2 separate regions of the Triticum aestivum genome follow, and region 1 is linked to region 2. Evidence: chromatin contacts called from public Hi-C data. All regions are on one chromosome and are shown on one strand. The core of a region is the stretch at or near the end of the contact, and the rest is flanking DNA. Distances in the headings are between cores, read along the strand shown.

Region 1 (4,361 bases), core at 928-3,427, 590 kb after region 2:
CTACTATCTCATGGTATCTATCCTCCTTGAGCTACCTTTGTCAAGACCATCTAGAAAGGATGTGGAGAGGGCATTTGGAGTGTTTGAAGCCCATTTTGTGGTTGCTCGTGGACCTGCTAAATAATGGGATAAGAAGACCTTGTGGGAGGTGGTCACATATTGTGTGATCATGAACAACATGATTGTGGAGGATGAGGGTGAATGTGCCGTCAGAGGTCTGGAATTTGAGAATATGGGTGATCCTATCCAACTTCCACATCAGAATCCAGTCACTTTAACGAGTTTGTTCAAATGTATTAATAAATTCGACACCGAGCAAATCATAAGCACCTACATGAAAATTTGATTAAGCATCCGTGGGCGGTTAAAAGTGATAACCAGGGCATATGCGTGAGTTGAATTTAAATTTAAATTATTTATTTGAAAACTTAGTTGGATTATAATATTTAAATTAGAAGTACTCTCGGGTTTGAATATTTTTAAGTGGATCATAGTGTCCGTTTTGGAGGCCGGTGTTTGAGATGCACTAACCGTACTTCCGCTCCAAACGCATTGACCCGGATCGACAGCTCAGCTAGGAGCAACTCTAGCAGACCCCGCAAAACGCCGGCCCGCAAAACGCGTATGCAGTTCGCGTAAAACAACTTTTGCGGGCCGGCGCGGGCTGGCACAAATGCAGACCCCCAAATGGATTCGTAAAAAAGTATATTCGTGGAATATGCTTTTTTAATGGGTCGGCTATGCGGGTTATGCTCTTTGCGCCGCTGCATCCCCGCAAATCATCAGCCTGCAAATCTCAAATCCAACATAATTCAACAATCGAAAACAAACTTAATTATTCAAATCAAACATGAAATAATAATCATCCGCATTACAAATAATTATTCAAATCACCGTAGCAAACTTAAAATAATGCAATACAAAACTTGTCATGAATACAAATACAAATGAATACAAAAATTAGTCATTGTCCAGCCCTTTGCCAATGGTGCTCAATGAGATCTTCCTGAAGTTGAAAGTGTGTGTCTGCATTTTCAATCTCCTTGTATGTCTGAAGAAAAGCTCTAATCCGGTTTGGGTCTCTAATGAGCCGAAACGCCGTATGCAATCACTCGCATAGCTGCGGAGATTTTTTGATATGCACTAAAACCCTTTAAGCCCACGGCATTCCTTCTCTGAGTGAAATACCGGCAATTTGCCTCGCAAGTTTCAACAATTTTCACAAAAAGGAATCGGCGCATTCGATACCTTCTGCGGAAGAGGTGTGCAGGATATGTAGGGTTCTCCGAAAAATAATCTTGCATCAACATCCCGTTTCCAAGATGGCGATTCCGTGGAATGCACAGACGCCCGACAGTAGATCCTCGCCTCCTCTTTCGGTACTTGTCTTCATGCTCCTTCACGGCAAGCGCCATAACCAATGTTTGCTGCCGAAAGGTCGCAAGCATAGTCTCCACATCCGAGTCGTCCGAATCGGACGAATCGGATAGCAAGAACTTCTCACACGGGGTCAACTCCATCTACACGCACGCCGGCGCGTCAATCTACTACACAGCTCGTGAAAATCACAAAAAAGGGACTAATCGGTGGCGAGTGATCCCGGGCAGCGACGAGGGTGATGCGCTCGGCGGTGGTCGATCCCAGCGGCGGCGGCGACTGGGGGCGGCTCTTCTCGCCGGATCCGGAGGGGCGGTGCAGCGGCTCGGCGCGGGAGGGTGTGGGGCGGCCCCGCGGAGCGATTCCGCCCGCAGATATGGCCGGAATCGCCGGCGGCGGGCGGGCGGAAGCAAGGGCGGGCGGCGGCGGAAGGAAGGGGAAAAAGAGCGCGGGCTGAAATGTCCCTTCCGCCAACTGCTTCTCTGTGATGCAGGGCACCGCAATCGCGAGGGGAAAACCCGCATTTTCTCGGGTTGGGGCCGGAAATTTGTCGCGCCACCTAAAAATTTATGCGGGTCGGGGTGGGGTGCGGAGTCTGATCGGGCAGGCTTTTCGGCCTGTACCCGTATTTTGACGGTTATTTTACAGGTAAGGGACGGATGCGGGGTCTAATAGAGAGCAGAAACAGCAAAGAAGATCCGACGGGCCTCACCCCACCAGCCGGCACTCCCCACCCCACCCCGAGACGTCCAACTCCATCACCAACCCTCCGATAACCCCCTTCCATAAGTACTGCTAGTACCAGCTCCAAACCCACGCACGATTGTTGTTCAACTCGGCCCTGTTCGTTTCCTCTGCCGCCCACGCCACGCCACGCCACGCGGGCGCCGCACGAGGAGCGCGCGAGCTGCCGCGAGCCCGCGATCGACCTGTTCTGTTGATCCAGCTCGAAAGGGGTAAAGAATGGCGCCGCCGCCCGAGGAGGAGCGGGGCGGCGGTGGCTGCTGCGCGAGGTGGCTTCGGCGGGAGGTGCTGCTGGCCCTCGCGCTGGGGCAGCTCATCTCGCTGCTCATCACCTCCACCGGCTTCTCCTCCTCCGAGCTCGCGCGCCGAGGTGCGTTCGTCAACTCGCGGCCCCTTCCTCCCCCCGTGTCGCCGTTGGCCGGGCGACGGCTTACGGCCGACGAGTGTTTGATCAGTACTCTGTCATCACCAATTGTGCTTTGATTAATACTCTGTCGTCGCTAATTGTGCTTTGGTTAACACTCTGTCGCTGTTGGTTTCCCTCTTGGATGACAAGAGGCATCGCCCTCCGCTTTCTCTTCTCTAATTATGGTAAATTTGCGGAGAGATTGTTCCTTTCTGACTTTTCGAGTGGTGCTCCGGCGGTGTTCGGGAATCTAGATTGATTGGTCGCCTACCTCGTGTTCTTCAGTTCCGTTGCTTTTGGGTCGACACTCGACAGCAAAGTGGATTTTTGGAGCCTCTCGATTAAATATTGGGGTTCCATGGCTTTTTCCCAAGACTTTACAGTTTACACAACATCTGATGCGGCGTGGTTCTCCCTTTTAGTTTATAGGCTATAAACAAATCATCTCTGCCATGAGAAAATATATTAGTTTCTTTATAAGCCGATTGAGATCTTCTGTGTCAGTTTGGACGATGTCACCTCAGTTCAGAGGCAGAGTGCACTCTTGTGAACTAGTAATAACTAAAACAAAAATGCAAGCGCCAAAGTCTCAGCACACTAGTGTAAAAAATGCTCTCATATTTTGGGACGGAGGGAGTAATATTTAATGTTGGGCCAATTCTGATATGCAATCTGACAGTGCCATGTTTTCAGGTATCAATGCACCAACGTCGCAGTCCCTCTTGAACTACATCCTTCTTGCTCTTGTCTACGGTGGAATACTCCTCTACCGGAGACAGCCACTCACGGTACGATCCCCCATCCTCTTCTGTTCTTAGCACGCCTCGGGATGAACTGTGAGATGATCAGAAAGCTAAGCCATTAAACTGTTTTAGAACCGTAAGGAATTTGGGGATTCCTGCTCTTGTGCTACCTGTAGCTTTCAGCACATGGCCAACCTCTAGCTAGCTAGTTTGTTCTCTTTGACTAGTTGGTACAGTAGTACTAGTTTGGTTTGCATTGTTTTCCTCCTACATGATTGATGATTGTAGGATACAAGTTTGGTATGTCTTATCCCAATAGTCTGGACTCTGGACCTATGGTCGCAACCTTTATCACTATATGTATGACAAGGTTTATGCTTATTCTGATTCTGTTCTTGCGTACACTGTTGTTGTTGGCACAAGTTGTCACAGTGTTCACAAGTGGCAGAATCATATGAATCCTCTAATGATATATAACTTGAAGTTCTCTACTTTCTTTTTGTGCAGACAAAATGGTACTACTACTTGATCCTCGGCATTATTGATGTGGAGGCTAACTATATCGGTATGTAGTTAACACAAGCAGAAAATGTAATCTTGTATATGCCCCCCTTGAATATAATGTCAATGGGGCTTTTATGCGACACCATGTTTGGGGGAACAAACATAATTGTTTTTTCTTTGTTTATGCAGTTGTCAAATCTTATCAGTACACATCTTTGACGAGTGTGATGCTGCTGGATTGTTGGTCAATTCCATGTGTAATTGTTCTTACTTGGATCTTTTTGAAGACCAAATATGGATTCAGGAAGTTCTTTGGTGTTGGAGTTTGTGTGGCTGGCCTTATATTAGTAGTATTTTCGGACGTCCATGCCTCTGATCGAGCTAGTAAGGATATACTTCTCATCAACCTATATTACAGTTCCATATATCTATTTCCGCAAGTGTTTTTGCGAATCCTGATTAGGAAATTACAAAATTGTTGATCTTGTTATATCAAAATTCAAAATCATAACATCTATTTCTGCAATTTCTTGCAGAAGGGCCCAAACCTTTGAAGGGTGATTTACTTGTAATTGTTGGCTCCATGC
Region 2 (4,613 bases), core at 1,233-3,732:
ATTCTGCAGAAAACTACCATGTCAGGGCAGAGCAATATGCTTTACAAAGAACATAACTGCAGAAGTAAACAATAATTTAGAACACGTCTTGTGACCCCAAGATGAAAGTGGAGCATAGATGCTCAAATGTTCTTTTTCTAAATCGCACAGATTTGCCACCTACTTGGACCTGTAAGATCTTCATGGGTTAATGGATTATAGACATAATTAGTTTAGTTTTTCATCTTTTTAGCAACAAGAATAATCTTCTCAGGCAATTCGTACCAACCCAAATGACATCAAAATAATGAAAGATCAAATAAAATGCATTAAAAATATGATATCTAAAGTAGGTAACTAGGCATAATTTACTTTACCGCATGAATCCGTGCATTTTTCCATGGTGGACCATCTCCAACTGTGATGCATTCCAGAGCTGATAAAGAATCCAAGAAGAAAACACCTAACTCGATTAGTAAATGAGGTAAGAATGACGTTAGTATCTCCAGGAGTAGAACGGTGTTATTTAAAACATACAGGATCAACTGTTTTTGCATTCTCAAGCTGCTCCCTCCTGCAAGGCAAAGTAAATTCTAGTTAAGGAGCCTTTTGCCTCACTGCTGACAAGCAGATATACATATATAGCCCAAATACAAAATATAGAGTATCTCACGTGTAAATGTGCTCTCTTTTGTCGGCAGCATGATCCTTTAGTGTCTTTCTCGCCCACTCCCAAGCCCCGGCTACCGAATCATAGTGAGGCTGATAGTAGCAGAAGTTGTCGGCTAGCTCCCTCCTTATTATCAGCTCCTCCAAGAAAGCATCCACTGACTGTTCCCAAGCAATTGATATTTCACATAGCTATTAGTCATTGGCCTTTCACTGTTTGATAACATACTAACTTCAGCACTGAAATTCAGATTTGCAGTTTGGTGCTGTTAAGAAGAAATATAGTCTGACGTCTAATGATATAGGAGTATTATTTTATTGCATAAGGTCTCAAATCACAAGATTCACAAAGCAAACAATGGCACCTTGGGACTAAGATGGCGACGTTTTTTTGCCTCGAGAGCACATCTTTGTGCTGAAATATGCCCAAAATGCAGGTAGGGAGAGAGGCCGGACAATGCCATTGGCTTTGTGGGATAATTCCGGTCCGAATCATAGCTCTTGATCCTCTTCGTTAGGAACCCATCCTTGGTACCCAGAAGTGCCTCCATTGCCGCCGCCTTGCCTGGCTCGCACCAGTCAATCTCTGGCACGTCCTCTGCCTGGCTGCAACATCAGCAAAGAATCCAACACCACTCATAACAAGTTCTTCATTCCACATCACATATGCAGTGAATTTGTCGCAACACATCCGGACCTTCAAACCGTGTCAATTAGCGTATCCCAATCAATGTCCTTTGGCTGCTCCCTGTCCCATGGCACCACCTCTCCCAACTCGGGGAACTCAACCAGGTACTCATCCAACACCTTGTTCATCTTGCTTCTGAAAGTCTTGGCAGAGTACTCCAGCTTCCCCGATGCCGTCCATACCGGCACCACGTTGTGGGCGTCCACCTGTGTGCCAATGCCACAAAGCCCGCATGTTTCTCAGTCGAATTCCCCTGAAAACGACTGCAATTTCCCTTGTGATTCCGGTTCGAATTCTACCTGGTGAACGGCCACACTGGCAGCATCGCGGCACAGCGCGCCCACTACCGCGTCCAGTGCCTCGCGAACCGGCCGGAGCGGTGAGAAGTCGGCGACCAGCGCCGACGCCCCTAGCCGCTGCATCAGCGCTGGTATCTCCATGGGCCCACCTGTCAGCGAAATATAGTAAACGGTTACAATACATTTCTCGTACCGGGAAATCGGTTCCCTCTTTCGAAAACGCGGGGCCGACAAGTCAGACACCAGAAGGGGATAAATGCGAAGGGTGTACCGGTAAGGAGGAAGAAGGGGATGCGGCGGGTGGCGGCGTCGGCGGCGAGCCGGCGGAGGCCACGGAGGAGGAATCCGAGTTGGCGGCGGCGCGCGGAGAGGAGGAACGGCTTCGGGAACAGGGAGAATGCGACGGCGAGCGGCGCCGCGGAAGCAGCGGCGAGGCTCGCCGCGTGGAGGAGCGCCCAGTTGTCGGCTAGCCGCTGGTCCCGCAGCATCCAGTAGACCACCGGGCCGGGCTTCGCGCCAGCAGGGGGCAGGCCCTGCCCCGTGTGGAGCACCCGCACGCGGGCTTGGTGGACCGGCGCCGTGACCGCCAGGCCTGGGCTAGGGCTTGCGCTCGGCGCCATCGCGCGGTGGGAGACGGTGCGACGGGGACGAAAAGAAGAGCGAGGGAATACAGGGGTTGATCAAACGTGCGGCTGCGCTTTGGGTGCTTCTCGGTGTAGGAAGGCTGGAGTTTTTGGCTACTTGGCGGTTTGGGTGATTGGGTCTCGGGGTTGAATGGTTGATGGTGTATGGACTAGCTCTTGGCAGGCACTACATAAAGTGGTGTGAGTTATGGCCAGACAACGGCCACGTCACCCGCCATGGGTCCACACTAAATGCTGCCCCGCGTATAAAGGCATTGTACTTTAATGTAAGGAGGTGCTTACATAAATAAATCAGTTTTTTTTAAACAATGGTGTTTATTTATACAGGATAAACGCTTAATTAGATATCTCTTCTCTAGAAATAGGCATCTGTGCTTAAAAAAATCGATTTATTTATCTAAGCACCTACCTAAATATTTATAAGGTCGAAGGCAAGTCCAACGCCGCAGCTTGGAAAGAGACGTTAGAGATTAAGGGGTTGTCTGGATTACTATCAGAGTTAGCCCCGCCAAAAAATTAGCTAGCCCACATTTCTGGTGGCTGTTTGGATAGGCGCCTAAGAATTGCCTCGCCCAGCCTTTCTGATGCAACCATCGACAGAAAAACAATAACGCGAATAATTTTCTCAATCTTTCACGATAAGGTGTCTTCTGAAACGATGTGACGCTCGCAATCTTGTAAATACAGTCACCACAGAAACAACACGCACACTCAATAATGGAAGTACGTGAACGATCTTCAGCAGACCAGCGAAAATTGAAATACTGGAATCAATCTCACACCAAAATCACACAACCTCTAGAGCTATTCAACAAATATCAAACGACATCTCGAAGATACCCCCGAGTTATCGATCTGTTCATCTCTAAAAATAACATAAAACAAAAGCTGCCCCTCGTACACGGCCCATATGGCTTTTAATAGTGCTCACAGGCACATGGGCTAAGCCCGGTTTGTTTCCTAACTTTGAAACCGATCTGGACTCTAACACCACTTAACAAACTATCCTTTGTCTCAAAAAAAACTTAACAAACTATCCAACTCTCGTACTTTGACCAAATCATAATAAGAAATTAAAGAAACAATCTAACTAAACAAGATTTAGCTAATTTAAAATTCCGGCAAACTGATCACAAACGTCCAAAGCAAAGCTAGCTTTCCTTGTATGCTCATTAGATCTTTCCTTGTGTGCTCACATAATTAAGTTTGCATGCATGGGTTTTGAATAGTAGCTCGATGTCCTCTGGTGCGCCCAGGTGAACAATGTCGAGTAGAAATATGTGTTGGCATCATGTCATTATGTACAAAATTGTCCCCCAATACCATACATTTTTTCTATTTCTTTTTCTTGTTGCGTCTCGCAGGAATTACATACCTTCTCTGGTTGGCCTTATCAAGAATATTTTTAGCAATGACAGATGGTGTCACATCATCCTCTCTCCCTTTGAAAGGAAACCGTCCTTGGTTTCGACTTAGGCCTTGCAGATTTCTTCTTGAACATTTCTATAATACATTATATATTCTGTGCATCCTTGGAAAGAATAGCATAGAACTTACCTTTATGCATAAAAGTGTATTTGTTTGTTCGCCCGTGATGAAGAGCGTTAACATCATGCTGCCACGAACGCCCCAAAATAAGGTGACAAACATGTAGTGGCATAACGTCGCATTCCACCTTATTAACATAGCCATCCACAGAAAAAGAAACCTTCACCCTGTGAGTTACCTTCACTTTGCCAACATCATTTATTCACTTCATATAGTACGGTCTTGGGTGCTCCCATGTTGGCAACAAAAGAGATTTCACCACATCCTTATTAATCATGTTGCTAGCACTACCACCATCAATTATCAGTTTGCAAACTTCTCCCTTGATGTTACATGCAGTTAAAAAAAATACTTAATTGTTGTCCTTGTTCAACAATGGTCTTTTCATCTTGCTGGACCTTATGTGCTAGCAAACTCTCCATATCAGGATCATCTTGAGGATAACATAGTATGGTATCATCATGACCTCATTCGATTCCATCCTCTAACTTTGGCGTCTCATCTTCAGATTCTGAAATATATTCCGCATCAACAAGTAGAATCCTTCGTTGATTGGAACATTCATGCTTCACGTGTCCACGTCCTCCACACTCGTGGCAAATAATATTACGATGATGAGATGAAGTCACATTAGATGAAACCTGAGAAACCTCCTTTGATGCAGCCGCCACTTTGCTTTGTTCAATGCTTCCCGACTTATAAGAAGGAGTCGATTTAGCACTAAACCCACCATCAATGGGAGAAGAACCATGTCGCTCACTGTTGTAAGTTGGACGAGTCTCTGAA

What was found. A called contact is a pair of places that touch in the nucleus more often than the background predicts.
Region 1: a contact with region 2 is called in a Hi-C map of leaf, with 3 times the contacts expected there. The contact joins the promoter of LOC123152247 here to the enhancer-like site in region 2. A contact is called at or near these places in 2 of 5 Hi-C or Micro-C datasets (both in leaf).

Annotation. Positions count from the first base shown.
Region 1 is chr7A:275,899,974-275,904,334 of IWGSC CS RefSeq v2.1, forward strand. It overlaps LOC123152247 (solute carrier family 35 member F1), which reads left to right and starts at 2,178. Exons shown (of 11, transcript XM_044571840.1): 1 at 2,178-2,491; 2 at 3,221-3,315; 3 at 3,778-3,835; 4 at 3,964-4,158; 5 at 4,311-4,361. The coding sequence starts at 2,341.
Region 2 is chr7A:275,309,184-275,313,796 of IWGSC CS RefSeq v2.1, forward strand. It overlaps the pseudogene LOC123152227. Among protein-coding and RNA genes, the nearest start is that of LOC123152225, 8.3 kb to the left of the region's middle. Within about 2 kb of position 2,483, at least 5 of the 8 cell types and tissues checked have an H3K27ac peak or open chromatin away from gene starts, as enhancers often do. A contact at or near this core is called in leaf, where this site is marked.